Regions from separate parts of the Gossypium hirsutum genome. Here regions 1 and 2 are each linked to region 3. The links are chromatin contacts, called in public Hi-C maps. All regions are on one chromosome and are shown on one strand. Each heading gives the region's core, a stretch centred on a gene start, on an enhancer-like site or on the middle of the called end of the contact. The rest is flanking DNA. Distances are from core to core; before and after follow the strand shown.

Evidence for each region. Hi-C and Micro-C count contacts between places; a contact is called where the count stands out from the background.
Region 1: a contact with region 3 is called in a Hi-C map of leaf, with 1.7 times the contacts expected there. The contact joins the promoter of LOC107899715 here to the promoter of LOC107899709 in region 3. A contact is called at or near these places in 2 of 34 Hi-C or Micro-C datasets (both in leaf).
Region 2: a Hi-C map of leaf shows a contact between it and region 3, with 1.9 times the contacts expected there. The contact joins the promoter of LOC107899714 here to the promoter of LOC107899709 in region 3. A contact is called at or near these places in 2 of 34 Hi-C or Micro-C datasets (both in leaf).

Annotation. Positions count from the first base shown.
Region 1 is chrD04:16,401,802-16,405,300 of Gossypium_hirsutum_v2.1, forward strand. LOC107899715 (30S ribosomal protein S21, chloroplastic) reads left to right here and starts at 1,441. Exons shown (of 2, transcript XM_016825494.2): 1 at 1,441-2,033; 2 at 2,772-3,042. The coding sequence starts at 1,621. The coding sequence ends at 2,883.
Region 2 is chrD04:16,447,224-16,450,316 of Gossypium_hirsutum_v2.1, forward strand. LOC107899714 reads right to left here and starts at 1,475. Exons shown (of 3, transcript XM_016825493.2): 1 at 533-1,475. The coding sequence starts at 713.
Region 3 is chrD04:16,583,809-16,587,378 of Gossypium_hirsutum_v2.1, forward strand. LOC107899709 (UPF0481 protein At3g47200) reads right to left here and starts at 1,450. Exons shown (of 1, transcript XM_016825488.2): 1 at 1-1,450. The coding sequence starts at 1,226.

The DNA.
Region 1 (3,499 bases), core at 191-2,690, 180 kb before region 3:
AAAAAAAAAAATAGTGCCGTCACTTTGGGTCTTCATAAAGTCTTATTCTCGTATATTTTTAAAATTTTGATCTATTTTTGTAATATTTAAAAAAAAGGACCTTTTGTAATATTTTAAAAAAAATTTTGAAAATTTTGGGCAAAAGTGTGTTCACGTCAGCACTCTTTTGCCAGACACAAGAAAAAAGCGCTGACATGAAAGCGTTTTTCTAGGTTATCTCCTGAAAACGCGTCTATATCAACGCGTATTTAGATTTTTGGTCCATACCCGTAATTATTTTTAATAACGACCATCTTTATAAAATTATATATAGAATAACTAAAAATTACTAACCATCTTTTCCACACAAAAAAAAAAGCTAACCATAATTCTGACCTCAATAATATAATATAGAGATTAAATAATTATTTTACCCTGTATAAAAACAATGATAATTATTTAATTAACAATGCCTTCAAAATACAATGAAAACAAAATTTATAAAATTACAATAACACAATTTAAAAATATTAGTATAGTAATAATTAATATTATAAAATATCAAAAGTGTCCTTAATATATTCTTGAAATATCAAAATACATCTATTTACTTCAATAACTCTAAAAGCAGTTGAATATATATATATTTAAGATAGATAAATGCACATTAAATAAAAATAACAAAAAATATAATAATAAAATTTATAATTTATAAGTAAATTAATTATTTTTTTTACAAAATACATGAATTTCCCTTATTAAGTTCTAATGCTTAAAATATCCCTAACTAACCTAAAATATCCCTATTAATTTTTTTATATTATTTAAAATACCCTTATTAATTATTTATACTACTTAAAATACCTCTATTAACTCTTAAACACTCCATTAAGAGTTGATTTTATATAATTTATATAGATTATTAGCTATTTTCATTGTTGCCAAATAATCATAGGTAATATCAACTTGGATATATATATATACACACGCGCATGAAGTTATTTGAATTTGACAATTTATATTAATTTGGTATTTAATTTTTTAAAATTTATCTGATACCTAAATTTTGAATTCATAAGTCAACTTGACACTTTTTTTAAATACTTGATTAATAGTATTAAAATATGTTGACGTGACACTGACGTCCAATAACATGGTGACATATAACAATCTCATATTCTGACAAGTGGAAAAATAAAAAATTATAACTTTTTATAAAATTTAAATATTTTATTTTAGTTTGCCATGTATCAAAATATGAGGCTTCCACATGTGCTCATGTTATTGGTCATTAATGTCACGTTAATATATTTTAACGGCATTAATAAGGTACCTAGAAAAAACATCAAGTTAACTTACAGTTTCCAAATTTAATTTCCAGTTAGATAAAAAAGAAATTTAAGCTTTTTCTCCGTAAGTTTTTTTGACTCAAAAAAGGCTAAAAGCCCAAAATCTTTTAGAACCCAATAAAATTTAAGACCCAAAATTGGCCTAAACTTTTAATCAAGGCCAAGTCAGCTTATCTTCAAATAGTACACAAAGGGATAGTGTCAATGTGAGAAAGTAGAGTCAGAAAACATCCACAAACTGAAAAACTCAAAGCCAGGCTGAGCCTATCAATCTACACCACAGACCACAACAATGGCTACTTCACTCTCACTCTCAAACTTCTTCTCCTTCCTTTTACCTCCTAATCCTTCTCCACCCAAAGCCCCACCGGCTCTCAACAGCCTTTCACTCTCTTCCCAAAAACCCAAAAATGCTCCTCTCTCATGGTCAGCTCCAGAGGATCAATCTTCTTCTTTATCCACTGAATTGTCATCAGTAATAAGCCCTTCTCTTGCAAATGCCAACACCCTTTTCTTCAAATCGGCTTACAATATCCAGGTTATTGTGGATGACAATGAACCTGAAGAAAGACTGCTTAACAGGTTCAGAAGAGAGGTCATGAAAGCTGGTGTTATTCAAGAGTGTAAGAGGAGGAGGTTCTTTGAGAATAAGCAAGATGAGAAGAAGCGTAAGTCACGCGAGGCTGCTAAGCGTAATCGTAGAAGGTAAAATTTTGGCCTTTCCTTTGTTTTTGTAAACTGTGTAAAGATAATGAAGAAAAAGAAAGGAACTTTGGATGCTATGCAATGTATGTCATATGCTTAGGCTCTTTTGTTTAACTTTTTTTTGAGTAATTTAGCATTGGAATTTGTGGGTTTTATTAGGGGTGGAAAGGAAGATAAGGGCTGAAGAATTCATATGAGATTAGACAGTTTTGGTTCCCTGGTGGAGCTTGGAGGATATGAAGGGGAAAATTAGAAAATTATTGTTGGGTATTTGTTTCTTAGCGATGAAAATTGAAGCCTATGCAGTTTTCCTTGTGATTGATTTACCAATGCAATGTGTCAAGGCCTAGCTGCTTTTGTTTTCCTTTGCGCATGGTGTTCAGTTGAGCTGTTATCCCCAGCATTTGATTTCTAAATATGGTTTGAGGAGACAACTTCAGTATATTGAACGAAGGCTTTCAAATTTGAGCTTGTAGAGTAGTGTTTAAGAAGGGTATATTCTATGCAGTTTCTGATATTAGTTGAACATGTAACATATTTGGTGTAGTTTTATTTGTTTCTTCTACATTTACATCCTCCATGAACTAGTTAGGCCTTGCCTTTTTCTGTTTGAGTTCATGGTCAATTTCCAACCCTTTTATCTTAGCTCTCAATGAGCATATTCTGTTTTGTGGTTATATTATATCTGTTGATAATAATTAGTGATGATTATGTCTTCTCTGATGCATATGTGATCAGGCGTCCCCAAGCAAGATTTTCACAACCAAACAAGCAGGAAGTATCTACAAAGAAGAGGGATGAGGATGACGAAGATAACTGGGACATTCCAAATGAAGCCCTTCCCTATTGATCGCATTTTGCCATGCCTTTTATTTACTTATCTTCTTCGTCTTTGAGCTCTGGCAGTTTTGTCTGTCCATTGTAAGTTGAATTAGGATGAATTCTGCCACTTGAATTGCCCTATGCTTTTCTTTTTACATAAATGAAGTCAAGATTTTCATTCCTTAAATTGATCTGAAGGCTTCCTTGCATTACCATGTTTTTGTTGGACCTATTGGAAGGTAACCCATATCGAACATGTGGAAGTTTGTGTTTGTCTATGTTTTCTCTTTTCTTTTTTCCAATTCCCACTTTGAGTTGCAAAGGAGACGACCGGTTCTTATTCTTGGTCATGGAAATGTCTTGTGTTCTGTAATGAGAAAAATATATCGGAGCTTGCTGGCTGGTGGTATGTCAATATAAGTTGGTTTGGAATTTGAGTGGGACAGAGTCTGAAATCATGTGATTTAAAGCCTTATTGTTGAATCTCTAGGAGTGTTTCGGAGCAAACATAATCGAAGTCTGTTACTAAGGTGCTTATGGAGATACTGTAATTGATGGTTTCTTGGATTGTTTTCAACAATATAGTTATGCTTTTGGATTTATCCTTGATTGTTTGCTAAATAAGTTTGTGATTACATGTTACA
Region 2 (3,093 bases), core at 225-2,724, 140 kb before region 3:
AGCTAAGATAGACGAACTTGCAGTAAAACAATGGTGAAAATGCTCTGAAATGTCACCACGCCATACTCTATTGTGCTATGAAACAATAACAAGACCCCACAAATATAAGAAAACCAAAAAAAAAAAAAGGAGCCACCATTTTTATATCTCACAATCAACAAAGCTAAAACCAATTTCATTAGGCATATCATTCATGGCACAGATTGAAACATAATCATAAAAATCAATAATTGGGAGCATCATTATTCATCAAGCCAGAAAAAAAAACCCTTTCTTCTATTAAAAATGTAAATAGTCTACTAGACATCAAGATCAACACGTACTCAATTTCAGATCTCACATTATCGAAATAAAACATCATTCCTGAATGAAAAAAAAAAACAACCTTTGTACTCTTTTTTTTGCTCAAAACTTTGTACTCAATTTATGATAAAAATGTACGCCAAGAAATAAAAAAAGATTGCCTTTATCTCATAACGAAGCAAACTAATTCCAAAAACAAGACCAAGAAAACCAAAAAGAAATCAATTACCTAAATCTTTAAAAGTAGAGGAAGATTGAGATTTAAGTGCAAAGTCACCATTGGCAGCAGCAGGTTTCTCTTTAACAGGTGAAGGTGGAATGATAAGGCTATCTGTTTTAGGCTCTAAAGAAAGCCCAAGTTTCATGGCAGACTCTTGAGAGCTCTTATGCACTGAAACACATGAACCCATCTCTTTTTTTTTTCTTCTCCCACTCTCTCTCTCTGTCTCCAACTCTTTAGAACCACAGCATCCCAATTATTTTACCAATGGACTGTGCAACCCAAAAGGCAGAAGCAAAAAGAAAATGGGAGAGAAAGGAAAGAGAGCTCTTTTTCTTTAGCGTTATGTTAAAAAAGAAAGGAAAAATGGCTTCTGGAAGAGAAAGTGCTTAGTCTTGAATCGAAAGGGAAGTTAGCAAAACAATTAGCAAGCAGTGCTGGAAATAGTTTCTTTTTATTACTTTTTGTTCTTATAATAAAATATATTTAAAATAATCAAATTGGACCATAAATCCGACCTGTCCTAGATTAGCAACCTGTCCTAGATTAGCAAGAAAATTCCAAACAGAAAGAAAAAAGAGAGGAAAGCAAATGGAATATGGAAAACCCACTGAGGATGGTTGTGGCTATAGTACCAAAAGATAAGAGTTTTTGAAAATCAAAGCAATAACAAAATTCTAATAAAAAGAAAGAATTATATCTCTTTTGTTTGTATGCCAACACCGAACATCTCCAATTGTCATTGTCTGTCTGTTTGAGCTTTACATTCACTAAAAATATCACACCCTTCGGAATATATTTAATCAATCAAGCTTTTCAATCATGAATCATGGAGAAAATATTTATTAGAGATTTATGATCGGCCAAGCCATGTGGCTGCCTGGCGTGATCGTTTTTTTTTTCTTTCAAGCTTTGAACTTTCGAGATCAAACCATGTGAAATTCATATGAATGATTCACTATAATTTGATTAGTGGTTTAAACAAATCCCACTTTCAAGTCACAATATGTGTTTGCTTTCTTAGGCCCAAGACTGCAAATCCACTTTCCTTCTATCCAAACAAAACTTAAAACTTGGGCTCCAAACAATAAGAAAAAGCCTAAAACTTGGACCCTATTTGATGAACAAGAAAGAAAATGGGACTTTGGAGCTCACTGGCTTCACATGGATATCATGGTAAAAGCATTTAGCTTCGCTTTTCATGGATTCTTAAGATATGAAAAAGAGTTTCTAAATTCTAATCTCCTTTTCAGCTCTGGACCTTTTTTTCTGCAGGATGGGTATGTTTCATTGCTTTGGTAAAGCTCTCTCCTTTACTTTTTTGGTACATAGTCTTCACTTTTTTGCTTTAGTTATTATTGTGATTATATCTGCTAATTGGGGTAAGTAAAGTTCAAACTTTGTAATATTCCACGACCTTTATGTTATTATTGTGATTATATCTGCTATTTGGGGTAAGTAAAGGTCAAACCTTGTAATATTCCACAACCTTTTTGCATTGGTTCTTCTTGAAGAGTACCATTCCTTAGGAACACCATGTTCATGCATTAGAGCAATGAACACATGCTAAAGCCTTTGTGGATTTGTTTTGCAGGTGAGATGGTGGGTTAGGGCCTTCAATAAAATGATTTGAGATTATTGGTGATAATGACCTTTCTGAAGTGGTCTATGTATGTACAAACCGGCCTGCAAAGATAATTGAATGATATTATGGAGACATGGTTTATTGGTTGAGCTAATCAGAAATAGTGATTTAAATCTACCAATTGTTGTTAAGACTGATGAAGAAAACCCAAATTAATTTCAGAGTCGTTGAGCTGAAACCTGTTATCTACACACACTGTTTCATCTTTGGATCAAATTGTTCCATCCAGGTGCTTTCAAACGAAAACGAGATGTCCATTTACGTGCACGCACGTGAGAGGCATACATTTATCCTCGACAAGAAACGATTCTTAAATGTGTTTGCTATGCCATGCTCCAAACCTAAGTCCCATATTTTTTTGTTGTTAAATTATGCATAGCTTCACGTGTATTCACGTGCACATTAGGTTCTGTAAACCTAGTTTTATGGATGTTTGAAACTTTCAATGCAATTTCAATTCTGGGTTTAAAATGAAAAAGCAGTAAACCCCAAAGTTAAAAGTTCTCCTAAAATGCAATAACTTCACTTGTTGAAGTGAAGAAGTGGCCTTCCAGGCAAGAAAATGGAAGGGGAAAAAATGGGAAAATGAAAATTTTGTTGATTTACTCCTTTTGTTCATTGAAGTTGAGAGAGCCAAAAGTATAGTAAGGGTTCCATTGACAACCTGGAGTTGCAATGATGATTGATTGATTCATGGGTGGGTACGTGGAGCTTGTCAACGTAGGAACTTCATGCCAAATTTGACCTATGATTCGCTAGCCTTCCTATCATGCCTCAGCTTTTCGTTTCAACTTTCATGGACATATATATCTTCAGCGGATTGATGTCATCCTCTTTATGTTTCAAAATTTCAATCATTTCCCCTCATCCAACTTGCTTCACATACTACCATTGCTTTTTCTCCATCTTAAATGCATTTATTATT
Region 3 (3,570 bases), core at 200-2,699:
CATGGCTTACCCAAATAGTTATGCTTATAAAAAGCATTCCATCTAGACCGCCATTGATGACAATATCCATTCACATTCTCACAAAGCCTCAAATAATGGAACTCTTTCACATAAGAATCATGATATAAGGCCTTAAAGAACTTGGTCGAGTCTTCAGGAATCAGCCAATTGTCGATAATTCCGGTACCACAAAGTATGTCCAAGTCCTTGGAAGTGTTAATGAGATTACTTAGAAGAATGACATAAGATGCGACTCCAGGACTACAATTTGGGTAACATTGTTCAAAACTAATCAGATTCCTGAAGATGGTTTCTGTGGTTTCTTGGATCAGCAAAGATGGCATTTCAAGGATTCCATTTCTAAACCTTATATCCAAGATGCTACTCGATGAAACTCTTCGAAACTCAATTCCGGCTTCTTTAATACTTGTGGCAGAAGGAAAGGGTTGCCACCCCAAGCAATGCTGGCTATCTTCACCACTGTATGGTAAAATCAATGACTTCCTTAATAAGTCTAGAATATGTTTGATTTCCTGGTTGGCAAAAAGGTGAGGTTCAATGGAATGTTCATCAGATGAGAAAATGTTACTAAAGAACTGAAGGGTAAGTCCAACAAGAGACTTGGCTTCATTTGGACTAGCAGTCAAGCTAAATATGCGTTCAAGCACTAGCCACGGTATTTGATTTTCTAGCAAAATCAAATCATGAAACAAGTACTGCAACATACATGACATGGTGAAAACAGGGTCATCGTCATCTTTGGACACCAAGTTAGCATCCTTGCGGAACAGCTCAACAATAAAGCACGCATCAAGCACCAAAATTTTCACAAATTCATCGTGGCTGAAACCGATTGTACCTGCATAACATGCCCGAGCCTCTTCCTCGACCTCTTTGATGACATCAATGCACTGCTTCAACCTCGCTTCCGGTGAATGTGATCGAGCGATAAGGCATTGCAGATACTTGGATTTGATCTTTTCGGTCTCAGTCAAGTTCGGTTTGCCATGGTGAAAGGGCCCGAATGAAAATGCATTGGGGATGTATGCTTCTTCTTTGTGCCTGTAAAGTATGCTTGGTGTCTTGAAGATGCAACATGTAGATGGCAGAAAATTATTACGCACCATCATATTTTCCAGGGAAGATGCCACAGATTCAGAAGGACAATCCATACAAACAACATGATCTGACCTTCCATCCAATGCTTTTATGTTGGTGATGTTCATATTCTTTTCCCCTTCCTTTCTTCAGACAAAACACAAAAGTGACAGATATCAAAAGAAGAAGGAAAAATGTCTAGAATTAATATGGAAAAAACAAAGCAGAAAAGAGAGTTCAGGTTGTGCAGGTTTCAGTCCTAAAATCTGCAAACAAAAGTGTGATGGAAATTGAGTTTGAGTAGTTGGAAAAATCCATGGTGATCTAACAAAGTAAAAGAAATATAGATATAAATAAGCATGGTTATATGTTCTGGAGCTAAGTTTGAGATAGTCCCAAGTGTAAACTATTGGGGTGTCAAAAGAATAAAATATAATAAAGATAAAAGCAAAAGTTAAAGCATGCCTAATTTTTAATATTTCTTCTTCCCGCCTTTCTTCCTGGCTTGTAAAAAGTGGTAACTAAAACCACCACTCAATTTTATTAATATGGTTGTGATTTCTCTTTTAAAAAATTAACTTCTGGATTCTACTCTTCACTTTTCTCTTTGCTACTTTATCCAGCCTATTGGTGTTGCTTGAAAATCAAGTTTTGCAAACCAAAGTATTTTCTTCATAAAAACAAAATCAGATTTAACTCTCTCTTTTTATCTTCTATATCCCACTTATTGTTTATATTCGAGATTTTTTATTTCCTGCTCCATTAATATTATTTTTAAAAATTTAAACTCCTCTTCTCCTTTGCAAAATATAATATGCTTTGTTTAATCAATAAAATTATCAAGTTCCACTTTAATGTTCCACGTGTCACTCTCTGAACCTTTCAACAAACTCCATGTTCCCTGGAGGCCAAAGCTTAAGCCCCCACAATTTACACGTCAAATTTCCTCTCCCCAATAAACAATAAATCAGTTTGTGACAGCTCAACATTTTCACAGCCTTGATGAATCGTGAATTTATCACATCATTTATAATCATTTTCTAATTTTTTTATTTTTTTCCACATAATTTTAATAATTTTTTACTTTAAACTCCGAATCTTTAATCTCAAATTCAAAACTATGAATCCTAACCTTAGAAACTCGAATCCTGAATTCGAATTTTAAATCCCAAACTCAAATCCTAAACCTCAAGTGATTTAAATTCGGGATTGGAGTTTCAAGTTTAGAGTTCGAAGTTCGGGATTCAAAGTTCGTGTTCGAATTTGAGATTTCAAATTTAAAATTAGGGTTTAAAATTTGAGATTCAGAATAACAAAATTACAAAAATTATATATTAATAATATTAAAAAATATTAAAAAATTAAAAATTTTCATAATAATATAATAAAAAGAGTTCAGCATTAACCACTTTATTTTTCCTTGTTTTCAACTAACAAACAAATGGAAAACTGGACATCCGTTTATGGAATAATTTCCTAAATAGTGGCATCTTCCAAATTTCGTACACTTTCTAGGTTAATGTAAATTACAATAATACTCGCTATATAATTCATTCTACTTTAGACATTTAATTATTTAATTTTTTAATTTTATAATTTAATTTTTAAAATTAAATATTTTAATCACTTTCTTATTAGTTTACATGAACTTCTTTTTATTAGTCTAATATCAAATTTAACCCTCTAATATTTATACATTCCATCAACTTAATCCTAAATCTAAAACTTTCAATAGCTTTAATCACTAAAATTTACAAAATTGATAAAATATTTAGTTTAAATAATCAGATTCTTTTGATTTTGTTTTATGTCAAAATCAACTTCAATGAAAGCACTACAAATTAATTTATTTCAAAACATTCAAAAACAAAGAAGACAACTAATTAAATATATAAACAATTAAAGAAACTTAAGATATGGTGATTATTGAAGTTATAATTTTTGTTTAAAAAATAAAATAAAAATGAAATCTTGCCTATTATTTGCTATTGATTTTAGTCCTTGTTAAAACATATATTTTAAATTTTCAACTTTGGTATAAGACTTTTAGGAATCTTTAAATATAAACCTCAAGCTTCAATATAAATTTATATAGTGCTATAAAATATATAATTACCTAGTCTGAGATCTGATATGTTGACCCAAACTAGCTTGTCCTCTAACAGCTCGTCACTTTCTAGCAACTCGCCACCCTAGCAATTCGTCAACTTACCAGCTCATTACCTTTCTACAACGGCTTAGCACCTCACAGCATGGTCTCGCACACTAAGGGATCTCAACAAGGATATCTCTAAGGATACGTGTCGAGCCTAAAAGGGATAATGTGTCATTATGCATGTCATTTAGTTACCCCTAGCACGTCACATCAAGTAATCGTACCTTATAAATTTGAAGAATAACCTCTATGATAAGGGATTGAGAGAAAAGCCATCAACAATTGGTGTGGTGAGTGTAGACACACTTCTAGCTTTC